2 separate regions of the Gossypium hirsutum genome follow, and region 2 is linked to region 1. Evidence: chromatin contacts called from public Hi-C data. All regions are on one chromosome and are shown on one strand. The core of a region is the stretch at or near the end of the contact, and the rest is flanking DNA. Distances in the headings are between cores, read along the strand shown. Region 1 holds the start of LOC107950640 (nuclear transcription factor Y subunit A-1). Region 2 holds the start of LOC107950735 (protein transport protein SEC31 homolog B).

Evidence for each region. Hi-C and Micro-C count contacts between places; a contact is called where the count stands out from the background.
Region 2: a contact with region 1 is called in a Hi-C map of leaf, with 2.4 times the contacts expected there. The contact joins the promoter of LOC107950735 here to the promoter of LOC107950640 in region 1. A contact is called at or near these places in 3 of 34 Hi-C or Micro-C datasets (all in leaf).

What each region holds. Positions count from the first base shown.
Region 1 is chrA08:7,991,303-7,997,870 of Gossypium_hirsutum_v2.1, forward strand. LOC107950640 (nuclear transcription factor Y subunit A-1) reads left to right here and starts at 1,614. Exons shown (of 7, transcript XM_016885527.2): 1 at 1,614-1,796; 2 at 2,194-2,406; 3 at 2,721-2,860; 4 at 3,063-3,134; 5 at 3,821-3,982; 6 at 4,082-4,484; 7 at 4,583-4,918. The coding sequence starts at 2,232. The coding sequence ends at 4,204. LOC107950632 (carotenoid 9,10(9',10')-cleavage dioxygenase 1) reads right to left here. Exons shown (of 14, transcript XM_016885517.2): 9 at 6,444-6,568; 10 at 6,181-6,298; 11 at 6,000-6,101; 12 at 5,647-5,898; 13 at 5,449-5,560; 14 at 5,106-5,346. The coding sequence ends at 5,320.
Region 2 is chrA08:8,517,877-8,523,887 of Gossypium_hirsutum_v2.1, forward strand. LOC107950735 (protein transport protein SEC31 homolog B) reads left to right here and starts at 1,758. Exons shown (of 21, transcript XM_016885669.2): 1 at 1,758-2,458; 2 at 3,510-3,564; 3 at 3,710-3,832; 4 at 4,132-4,228; 5 at 4,314-4,350; 6 at 4,465-4,570; 7 at 4,652-4,709; 8 at 5,164-5,261; 9 at 5,374-5,493; 10 at 5,803-5,845. The coding sequence starts at 2,142.

The DNA.
Region 1 (6,568 bases), core at 364-2,863:
TTATTAAAGTGTTGGATGATACAAAGGTAGTGATTCACATCATAAGAGATGTAGAGAATGATTGGGATAGAGGTGATTCACATCCTAGATAGTGTGAAGAGTCACTAAAATTAGTGATTTAGAATTATGTGTAGAGTATAGGTTATGCATTTGGTCTTGTTCCTTTCTCTTTATTAAAAAGAGTTATTTACATATGAATGAGGGCTTGGGGTAGTGGACCCTTAATCTTATGATTGCACCTTTAGTATTATCAAATTTAAACCCAAATTAGAGGTTGGCCCAAATATGACTTTTTTCGAAATTGGTTACCTTGGAAAGTTTGAAACATAGTAAGATTGGATTTGATGTAATAGACATTCTTATTGGCATCACGATGATACCTTTTTCATGGTTGCAAGAGGTGCTCATACGAGAAGACGTGAGAGACATTCAAACGTACCGTATAACATATTTAAATTTTTGTGTGTAGATTTTATACAAAAAAAATAAAAAATAATCAACATTTTATATTTTTAAATAAAAAACATCTTTTAAAAAAATTAATTAAATTAATGTCCCACTTATTAATTTGATTAAAAAAATAAATATAATATAGAGGGTGATGATAGTTATAGAATGTTAATGGGGCCGCTATCCTTAAACACAAACGAAAATGATATTTAAATGAAAAAAAAAATAATAAAGTGGGGTTTGTTTTTAAATATCAATTTTGGATCAATCCATGTGTCTCTTAATGATTATCATCAAGAAGGGGGATTTTTGCCGGTCATTCAGCTTGCCTATATATTTTATTCATGTAATACAAAAATGGTGGTGCTGGCCGATGGCCATTTTTATTATTAGTTTATTCCCTGTAGAAACCGTTTGACTCTCCGTGGATTTAACAACAAATTGAAAATTTTGGGTTTAGAAAGAGAATTTTCCCTATAGAAATTTTCAATTTTCAATTAATTTATTTTAATTGAAGTTAATTAATCAAAACTCTCTCTCTCTCTCTATATATTTATATTCGATATTATGAAGTGGTATAAAATGTAGGCATATAAAGGTTAGTTTGGTTGGATTGGATTAAGTAATAAAAAAGTTATAGATTTAAGTGATGAATATTAGTGGGACCGCTGCTTGTTGTAAGTTGGAACTTCCACTACGTGCTTAATTGCTTATCCATAATACCAATCCAACATATTTGAGTTTGATCTTCAGCTTGCTTTCTTTTCGTAATTTTAAATGTCCACAACCAAACCTATTTTGCACTGTTAGGTTTAGGTATAGATACATGTCACTCGGATAAGATATTTTTTTTATTATTCATGTTTTTTTCTTAATTATTTTGTGGTTCATAAATAGGAATCGTTTTAAAATTTATAATTAAAACTTAAATTATGAAAAATACCATATAATTTTTAATAAAAAATGCAAAATTTATATTTTGATAAAATAAAACGAAATTAACTCTTTCAAAAAAATCGAAAAATAATATAATTTTAAACTTTTATAAAATACGAAACCAAATATAAAAAAATTTAATTTTTTAATTTTTCTAAAATACATAATTAATAAAATCAGACCTTTGTATATCAATCAAATTGAAATGTGAAAAATTTGAACGTGCTGCAGAATTAAAAAAAGAAAAAAAAATTTGAATGCCGCCTACCCATTAAAAAAGAAAATCAATGCCTGTCGCCATGTCTCTGTTAAGGTTGCATAGATAGAGCGCAAAATGGACCAATCTCTGTGATCTTTGCTTCTCAAAATCAAATCCTTTCAGCCCCTCTTCCTTCCATGCTTTTCCTACAGTAAGTCCTCTGCATTTATCCAAATATTCTTTTTTGTTTTTTCAACTTTTTCCTCTCGAAATGATCTTTCTTCTTCTTCTTTTTTCCCTAGATTTGATCCAATATTTCGAAGACGATTACTTTAGGGTTTTTAATCACTCAACTCGTCAATTTTCTTTTTCTTCTTTGATGTTATGTGAGTTTCGTCTTTGGTTTATGAGAAAATTGGAGGAAAGAATATTTACACGATTTATGGGGGGCTAGAATTAGTCGTGCCCAAAATGCAAAATTAGAAATCTAATTACTTAGTTGTATTAAGTTCAGCTGGACTTCAATTCACTCTGTTTCTCTGTTTTGTTAATTAGGTCTCTAAATTGTATTTGTTCATTTCTTGTGTCCGTTTCTCTGTTTTTTTAAGGGGCTGGGCTTCTGATTCCCAGAGTAAAGTAGTGAATAATGCCAGCAAAACCGCGGAATGAAGATCAACGGATGCACCATGGTGCTCAAAGTGTGTTGAACTCAACTGCCTCCTTGGAGCCCTGGTGGAAAGCAGTAGGGATTGACCTCTTAGGTGAAGCTGCTTCAAAGTCAACCTCTGCAGAGAAAAAAAATGGTCCAACAGCAGATGGAGGTAATCCAGTTAAGAGAATCTGATTAGTGTAGGATCACTACTTGGATTTCTCGTATTAGTTAAAGATGGGATGATGCTTCTTTTTTTTATGCTAACAAGACATCAGTTTTGGGACCTAGTGAATTATGTAATTTGGTATCGATGGAGCGTCGTTTTTAGTGGTCTTAATAACTTTATACGATCTGTCTCAGTTTCTTACGTAGTGCCATGTGACAATAATAACTAGTGCCATGTGATATCTCTGCTTCTTGTATAAAAATTGATTCATACCATGTACTCATTACATTTTGATGTATTCTTTGTTTCTGGATCAGATGGGCGAAATGGACATGATGAACAATATCTCAAGCATGTCCCTTCTGCAGCCCTCAAGCATGTCCCTTCTGCAGCCCCCCTTACATTGGTTGAACACCTTGAACCAAATTCCCAAATGGAACTAGCTGGCCACTCAATTGTAAGTCCTCTCTCTCTCTTACTCAGACAAACCCATTCACACATTTACATACCATACCTATAGGAGCGGTCACGAGCTTGCACTGACATGCATCCATCCATGTATTTTAGCAGTCAAACTACTTTTTTATTCTTTAAATTTCTATTAGTTCATATTGAGTCTCACTTTGACTGCGGAAGAAATTTTGCTTCAAACCTTTCAGGTCTTGAAATCTTACCCCTGTTCAGATTCGCAGTACAGTGGAATACTGGCTTCATATGGGCCACAAATAATGGTATGATCTGAGTCTTTTGTTTTGAGTTGTATTGAATAGCAGGAAAAGACAATTTATCGACTATTATTTTGTAGTAGATAGAGGCATCTGATTATTAGAATATCTTGTATCCTTTTGCCCTAGAATTCATTAGATCACTTTGTATACTTTAACAAAAGCTTTTGCATTGGTGATGCTTCTACTTAGGATCATGGCTCATTTGTTCCATGTAAAGTTGTTACAGTGTGTCAAAAATTGTACTTAGAATTTCAAGCAAATGAGTACCATCTTCTTGCTTTTCTTGGAAGCAAAGTGACCTTGTTCACTAATAGTTCAAACTTTATTTGCTAATTGTTTCACAAATTGTGTGTAATTATCGAAGAGCAACTTTACCATCTAATTTATGTGACTATCATCTACCCTTCCTCTTTCTTTTAATTTATCTGAACTGTTTTTGGCATAATTATTGTTGGTCATTGACATAAAAGCTCTCATTTTAGGGAGTTATTGCATCTAATTATCTTCAAATGAGTTTCACGTGTTTTCACTACTGGGGATGTAGGTTGATGAACTTATCATTTCGAAGGTTTAATAGATGTCTGTATGTATCACATTACTCCACATGCAACCAATGAACTTATTGCATTCTCTTGCTACCTAAATTTGTGATGTCCACATTTTGGATAACTCCAACTATGATGTGCTAGGTGTCACCACTATATGGAATGCATCATGCTAGAATGCCTTTGCCTCTTCAAATGGAAGAGGAGCCTGTTTATGTAAATGCAAAGCAATATCATGGAATTTTAAGGCGAAGACAAATACGTGCCAAGGCTGAGCTTGAAAAGAAAGTCATTAAAGTTAGAAAGGTAGAACCGGTACTTTTAGGCTTTTCTTTTTCTTTGTGGTTGGAAGAAATGTATAATTAGAGAGGCTCAGGACTGAAACTGTGTTGGCATTGACTACAGCCATACCTTCATGAATCACGGCATCTGCATGCTATGAGAAGGGCTAGGGGTAGTGGAGGTCGTTTTCTGAATAAAAGAAGCTGGATGATCACATCACCAGTCCTAACTCAGAAAAGGGTATGAATTCAGATGAAAACATTTCAGCTAAATCAGCTTACTTATCTGGGTTTGAGTGCTTATCTTCCAGTGGTACTGGAAATTTGAGTTCCTTCTACGGACAGCAAGAGGGAAATGTGTCACTAGTTAAGGATTTGCATGAAGCACAGCCTTTAAGTAACGGTACACCCCACTTATCATCTAATGATGCTGAGACGGGTAACTACTTCCACCAGCAGAGGGATATGGTGCAAGGGAATGGGGCACAACATGGGTCCCCTTCAATTAAATGAGATTCCTTCTTGAGGTGGGTGACTCTATCCCACATCGCTCTGCATGTTTAGTGTTTGGTAACTCATGTCCATTTTATGTCTCTGTATCTAATGGAGTCTTTTTTTTATATAGGCAGCGCTGGAGGTATTTGTCCCTTAGATGTTGGGTGGCGGAATCCTTCCCAGAGTGGCGTCTCTCAGGCAAATCATTCTTGGCTTTGGTTTGGTTAAGGGGTTATCATATGGGGAAGTATGTGGTCTTTGGTTTTATCCACACACTGCTGTTCCTCCTATTGATCCCTTTGTAGAAAGATAATGTGTGGTATCGTGCTACCTACAAAAGTGTATAATTTGAAACAACTTATATTAGAACTTGTGAACTGAAGCAGAACTTACGTATGACTAAAGAGTTTTAGCATTTACATGAGTGTGGCCTTAATAATGTATAAATGCTTCCTGCTGTTGCTTCTCTCCTTTCCTCTTATTTTTCTAGTTCTTATATGAGAAACGCGTCTAAATGATAAAAAGACAAATCTGAGGCATTGAGATTTTTGGTTAACGCTCTCCTGGAAAACAGAGGTATATGCATTACATGCTTGATACCTTTTGAGGAGGCTCATGAATAGCGCCAAATATCATCCCCTGGCCCCAATAACTCTATACAAATGAAGACCTTTCCCATTGGCTAAAATTTAAAATATATGGTATTTTTTTACATGCCCAAGACAGTTATAAATGTGTATAATACAGGAGAAGCATTATTGGTCTTACAGAAAAAAAAAAAATAGTTGTCAACAACACTGCTGTCAACTGGTGATATAATGTGTCTTGTCTCTTAATTTGTCTGAAAATAGAAGTCTCCAACAATTTCTAGTATGCTTGCTCTTTAAGTTGTTCCTGTTCCACGGGAAGCAAAAGCCAAAAAATCACACAAAATTAGAAAAGCAGAAAGATTTTATCATCTCTAGATGTTAAATTATTTGTTATGCTTTTACTAACCTCTGTCACAAAGAAAGCATGAAATCCATAAGGAACCCTGTAGGGTAATTCAACAACTGCAACAGGATCTGCTGACATCGTTTTTGCATCAATCACATTCACTGCTGATTTTCTGTTCAGTCAAAAACAATAGTCAGAAAAGACCGAGCAAACGGAAATACTCAGATAGTGTATGGCAAGAGTAAGGGAGAGACATACCCAGTATTTTCATCATGTGCAAAGAATATCAAGTAGCCATCGTCTTCTTCACAAGTGGTACCAGGCTCACGAGGCACAAAAACAGCTTCTGAACCGAATCTACCAGGACCCAAGTCAAATACCCCAACAACATTTCCCCCAACTTCAATCTTTTCTTTTCCTGCCTCTGGTTCCGTGTGCAGATCAAATTTAACAATTCCCTTGACTTTCGCAATGCTGTCCAAAATGGTTCCATACACATACCTTTGTTTTCTAAATTCACACAAGAGATGGAAAAAAATGACAAGTCAGAAGTATAAACTTCGATCAAAGAAGGTAAGCATATCAAACAGTATGTTATTTAGATCATGTACCTGCCAGTGTAGTATTCATTCACCCTCGGGAAATCCACAGCAGAAGCTGATAGTTTCTTCTGTGAAGCAAGACCACTTTTCATGTTGAACCTCATCTCATACCTGATTTAAATGATAAGAATGAGAAACAACCTTGTACAAAGATCATTTGAATATGCACATAAGAGGTCAGAGTTCTCACAGCTCATTTGAGAAATTTTCAAGCTTCTCTTTGACCTCCCCATTGACCATGTCCAGATCTGGGTTCTCAAGACGGCAAGTGATCAGAACAACTTCATCTCCCTCCTCCCAAGCATTCGCTAGAAACAGAACATCATAAAAGCAGTTAAGTGTCTAATCCATCCATGTACTTGATAAAATATTAAGCATATAACAATTTTATCCAAACTGGAAGTAGGTATAAATAAAGGATTGAGTAAAAAAAATATAAAATGCATACAATACCATTGTGGAATATAAAGCAATTAGGAAGCTCAAACCATCTGATTAGCAGGTCATCCTTTGCATATCGTGGAAGGACACCAAAGCGAGCCTTCTTTGAAGCATCAAATGAGTATATCAGCTTCTTG
Region 2 (6,011 bases), core at 508-3,007, 530 kb after region 1:
TTGAAATACCAAATTATATAAAAATATCAAATATAGAGATCAAATCTCAAATTTCAACATAGTAAAAAGACCACAATTAAAATTTAACTATTTTTATATAATTAAAAAGTAGAGAAACTAAAATTGGCGACATAAATAAATTCATTTCAATGAGAGAATATACACTGACGAAGCTTACTAGAGACTTAGGGACATGACCTACTAAAATAGTAAAATTTTAATTAATAATATTAAAATTACACTTTAATAAAAATAATAAAAATTTAATATAACTCTTTAAAAATTATAAAAATATATTAAATTAATTAAATTATATTTTTATTATCGTTAAAATATACAATTTAATTTTTATTTTTAAGCAAAATTTCTCCCACTAACAGTATACGCTTAAGGAAGAAAAAGAGTCTACAAAAATACATCCAAAAACCAGACAGAACCCTTTCTTTTCGGATTTCATTTCACTAAACCTAGGGTCTTTTTAGTCTTTTTGCGTTGATAAAGTCAAAGGTAAAGATTGTAGATTCCCTTGCCGTGTTCTGATTTGATGTGCTGGAAAACCAATGTCTTTCTTCACTGCAAGTATCACTCGTGTTATCCTTAATAATTAGTCTTAAATGCATCATACATCTCTGAGTCATACTCAAATTTTAAATTTAATCTCTAAATTTTGAAACTTTTAAATATCAATATAACATTAATCAATATATTTCATTGTATTAATAATTAGTTTTACCATTAAGGATGCGTGTGGTTCACCGAATGTAACATTATGTCTTATAATTTTACATTTTGAAATAAGATTATATTATTTCAATTTTCAACATTTTGATCATCTAGTAATATAAAGTGTAATATTAATGCCACCCATTCCTTAAGTTATCTTAGATTATAGGCGATATTTTTTAATTTGGATCAATTTATCATTTAGTTTTATTATTTTAACCAACTTCATCCTTTTTAAAAAAATTTTAAATCCAATTAAAAACAAGTATATTTATTTTTCTTAATAGCGAAACAATAGATGTCATACTTAAAAGTTATAATTATTATATTCACTCTAAAGTTTTTTTAGTATATTAACTATAATTTATGAAATTATTTCAACATCATATATTTACTTATTAATATATAAATTATAATAAAAAATCAAATTTTATCATAATTTTATGAAATTCTGAGATTAAAAAACATTAAAAGAATTAAACTTGCTAAAATAAACAAATTTTATAACAAGAATAATTTAATAAAACATGTTTCTACATAATCTTATATTTTAACCAAATGATTTAAATAGGACAATGTAAGTAACATACCCGACATTCATCTTACATTCCTTGAACCAAATATCATTGTCAGCTCAAATTTGGCAAGAAGGATATTTAAAATATGTGGATCATATTATATATACATATTTATCTTAGTTTGATTGTCATCGACATTGTTCTCAATGTAGGAAGACATAAGTTCAAATGCGTTGAAGCGCATTATCCTCTTATTTATATATTTTAAATATGTTTCATGTTACATTCAAATTGATGTTTAACATTTAAATTGATGGCTAGAATTGAAAAACAAGCTGATGGATACAATTTTGATATTTTGAAATTTCAATTTGAATGAAGTTTAGGACTATTTTAAAATGTGGAAGAAAGTTTATAGGCGTTTGGTGGAATTAATCCTATAATCATCTGCACTTTCACAGTTCCATCCTTTGTCCGAGTTATAGACATTCGTTACTCGAACAAAACATAAAAACGACCACAGCAGCGGCCGCACAAAACCAAAATAAAAAGAAACCATTCATAAAATTACCACTTTACCACTCTCCTCCATCAATCAGTCGAAAGAGAAAACAGAATTCAGAAAATCGCCCCCCCCCTCAAAAAAAAAAAAAAAAAAGGAAACCTCGCTACACAGTGTTTTTTTCCCTCTTTCTGAATTCCCGAAATTAGATCAAAACCCTAATCCTTCAAATTCTCACCATATTAATCCAAATCATATCTCTCTTTGAGCTTCTTCCGTATCAATTCACATATGTGCCGATAATTGCTATCGGTCTTTGTTTATTTCTCGCGGCATCGATATATTATTTGATAGGTATTTTGGGAGGATAACGTAGTGTAAAATTTGCCTTTAATCTAATGGCGTGTATAAAAGGGGTGAACAGATCGGCGCAAGTGGCAATGGCGCCGGACGCTCCCTACATGGCAGCGGGGACAATGGCTGGGGCGGTGGATATGTCCTTTAGCTCATCCGCGAATCTCGAGATATTCAAGTTTGATTTCCTGAGTGATGATCGCGAGCTTCCTTTGGTAGGCGAGTGCCCCAGCTCAGAGCGATTTAACCGCCTCGCTTGGGGCAAGAACGGATCTGGTTCCGATGAATTTTCACTCGGGCTCATTGCTGGTGGACTCGTTGATGGCAATATCGATCTTTGGAACCCCTCAAACCTGATACGGTACTTTTTTTCTTTTTTATCTTTCTATAAAATGTACATATCGGTCGATTTAATCTAGTTTACTTTAAATTTCGGTTAAATTAGACATGTAGTGAAAGAATTGGGCACTAGAATAAGTCAAGTGGCTATATTGCAGGTTTTAAGTGTATGATGTTTGTTTGGATGGGAAAATTGTGACTGCTTTCCATCTACTTGGGATTGTACTGATCTCTTATCAAATTTATATTCACGCGTTTATTTATATGGATTTCCAATAATCGTTTTTGTCTTGTGTTAATTTAGTATTTTTTGTTATTTATCTACAGCAAGTGGTTATTCAAGTTTTTGGGCTTCTTTACTTCGAGGCTAGCTTTTTCATGATCTGATATTGTAATAATGTGCCCATGATTCGCGAGTTCTAGATTACTTATTATAACTGGATTTGATGAGTGTTTGGTTGAAAGTGACTTCTGACTGAGTGCTTTCGAAACTTAATTCCCTCATAAACTGTTAATGGCTTGCTTTATTGTGCCATGTGGAATAAGTTGGATAAAATGTCTGGTAATTTGTTGTGCCTGATCTTGGCATTGTCTTTAGTAGGCTACATTCAAGTTTTACTTCACGTTTCATGAGCATTGAATGTTCTGTGTTAGTTTGACTGGATCATTTATAAAAGAATTTGGTTATTGAGCAGAAACTCTTCTTCTTGTTGGCATTGGGTTGCTGGTTAATCTGGATCTAGTTGTAATTTATTAGAGACGAAGAACTAGAAGGAAAAGAATATCATCTTTTTTGGAGAAAATTTATGATTAAAATGATTCTTATTTGAGACCCTGTGTTATAGAATATTTAATTCTTTTATCTATTCATTTATGATCTTTGTTTTTCTAGGTGATTGGGATTGATTACTTTCACATTTTCCTATGTTTTTTTTGCCAATTATTAGTATTTATTGCTCTGTATTTCCTTTAGCAATCTCATTTTGTTTTGGGATTTTTATTTTGACATTAGCACTGTCTTATTCGGTTTGAAACAACATGATAATTTGGTTTAAACATAACAATTTCTTCAGCTCTATGTCAAGTGAACAAGCTATTGTTGGACGTCTTTCTAGACACAAAGGACCTGTGAGTTTCCTTTATTCCTTTTTTTTTTTTGTGTGTGTCTATGCGTGTAATAAATCCTCTAGCTTTTTGACATATATGATATTTATCATCTAGCATTTGAAGATGTCATGGTATATTTCTTCTTTTCTTTTCCTCATACTTTTAGGTTCGTGGTCTCGAGTTCAATGCCATTGCTTCAAACTTACTAGCATCTGGGGCTGATGATGGTGAAATCTGCATCTGGGATTTGTCAGCACCTGCACAACCGTCTCATTTTCCGCCTCTTAAGGTCTGTGGCAATCATTAGTAGCTTGTTGAATTGTAAACTTCCTTCATCTATCTGCTCACTGTGGAAAAGTATTGCATGGCCATTGTCTTTTGATTCTGAGCCATTTATAGAATCAAGATTAACACATTTCACCCCCTTGCTGTTCCACTAATTGCCATATCTTCCACTGCAGCAAACATTGCTTGTTTCTTTTCTCGTTTCAAATCCCCCCCCCTCCCCTTTTTTCAAACTTAAAACAAAAAAGACAACCTGTGGACTATGGAGGTATCTGACATAGTTTTTTTGTGGCCTTCATGCAGGGTAGTGGTTCTGCTGCTCAAGGTGAAATCTCATATCTGTCCTGGAACAGTAAGGTCCAACATATACTGGCCTCAACTTCTCATAATGGGACAACTGGTGAGGAAATTAATGGATTCTGGACTTACTGTCTTGTCATTTAAGTTTAGCAGGGTAGCTGATGTCTTTGTTTATAATTTTCCAGTTGTTTGGGACTTGAAGAAGCAAAAACCAGTGATAAGGTAAAGTTCATCTTTTCTATCAATTGAAAAACTTCTGGTTGTTTCCACATGTTATTTCCATCATGACCCAGCACATCGTTTGACCTAATCTTTTTTTGGTTTTCTAATGGACAGTTTTGCAGATTCAGTTAGAAGGCGGTGTTCTGTTTTGCAGTGGCATCCTGATGTTGCCACCCAACTTGTTGTTGCCTCAGATGAAGATGGTTCACCCATGTTAAGGGTAATAATCCCGTTGATGTTGCTTAAAATGTGGATTACCATTTGTTAGGAAATTGTTAATTTCTGGTATTTTTGCAAGCAGCTTTGGGATATGCGGAACATAATGTCACCGGTGAAGGAGTTTGTAGGGCACACAAAAGGTAATAATGGTTGAGAAGTTGATGCAACTCGGTTCTTTTTCTTTTTTTTTTTTAACTTGCTGATATTTTACCTTTACTTTGGGGGTGTTTGTTTCTGTACTTGATAAGAGAATTATATGCTCTTTCAGTTTAACCTGGCAGGCTGGCACTACATTGTATAATATGTGAATATGATATGTATATAGTTAGCTACCTAAAGTCAAGAGTGGAAGTAGTTTTTTGAGATTGATTTGGTGCCCTCTGTCAGAACTGTGCCAGTGATCCCAGATAGAGCTAGGACTTTGACCATTTCATGGTTTAGGTCATTTGGTGTTAATTTTCATGACAGTTATTCATGTCCCCATTCATGTAGAAGTTTGATGCATTATTTTGTAGGTCTTTTATTGTTGTAAGGTAAATAAGATTTGTGTTATTTTAAGTTCATAATAATATTTGAATGCATGTGCTATTGCAGGTGTAATTGCAATGGCATGGTGTCCCACTGACAGCTCTTATTTGCTCACATGTGCCAAAGATAATCGAACTATTTGTTGGGATACTGTGACTGGAGAGGTCGGGGAATGACTTAGTTACTAATATGCTTCCTCACTTCTTCTGGATTTGTATGTTCCTTAATATCAAAAGATTACATTCTGAATTGGGTTATTTTTGTTTTGGGGCTTAGATTGTCTGTGAATTGCCTGCCGGTACCAACTGGAACTTTGATGTGCACTGGTATACAAAGATTCCTGGAGTAATATCAGCATCTTCCTTTGATGGCAAGATTGGCATTTACAATATTGAGGTGTGACCTTGTCCAAGTTACCTTTCCTGTCATAATTAGGTTTTTGTTAAACAAAAATTTCTTAGCAGTTGGACTTGTGTGACTAAACAATTGCAATCTGCGTATCGCTAGCAACATATTTGTTTACGATGGCTTTTAATGGATGTAGATGGGACATGTTTCTTTGGTAGTTAATCTGGAAAGTATTTAAAGCTTACTATTCTTGCAGTTTATTTGTCTGATTTGCCAACAATTTTTGCCTCTCAGAATTCTTTTCTTGTACTCTACATTAGCACTTCTTGCATTTAACTTTTTACCTTTATTATGCAGGGTTGCAGCCGATATGGTGTTGGGGAGGGTAATTTTGGTGCAGGTAATGCTTCAAATAGAACCATGCATTTTGAGTGCTGTAGTTTGTTCGGTGTACTTTAATTTGCTTCTGCAGAACCACCCATTTTTTCCCCTTTTGTCTTATAATTTGACCTTTCTACTAATTAGCTTTTGGCGGTCTAGGAGAAACATGATTGATGACTGCCAAT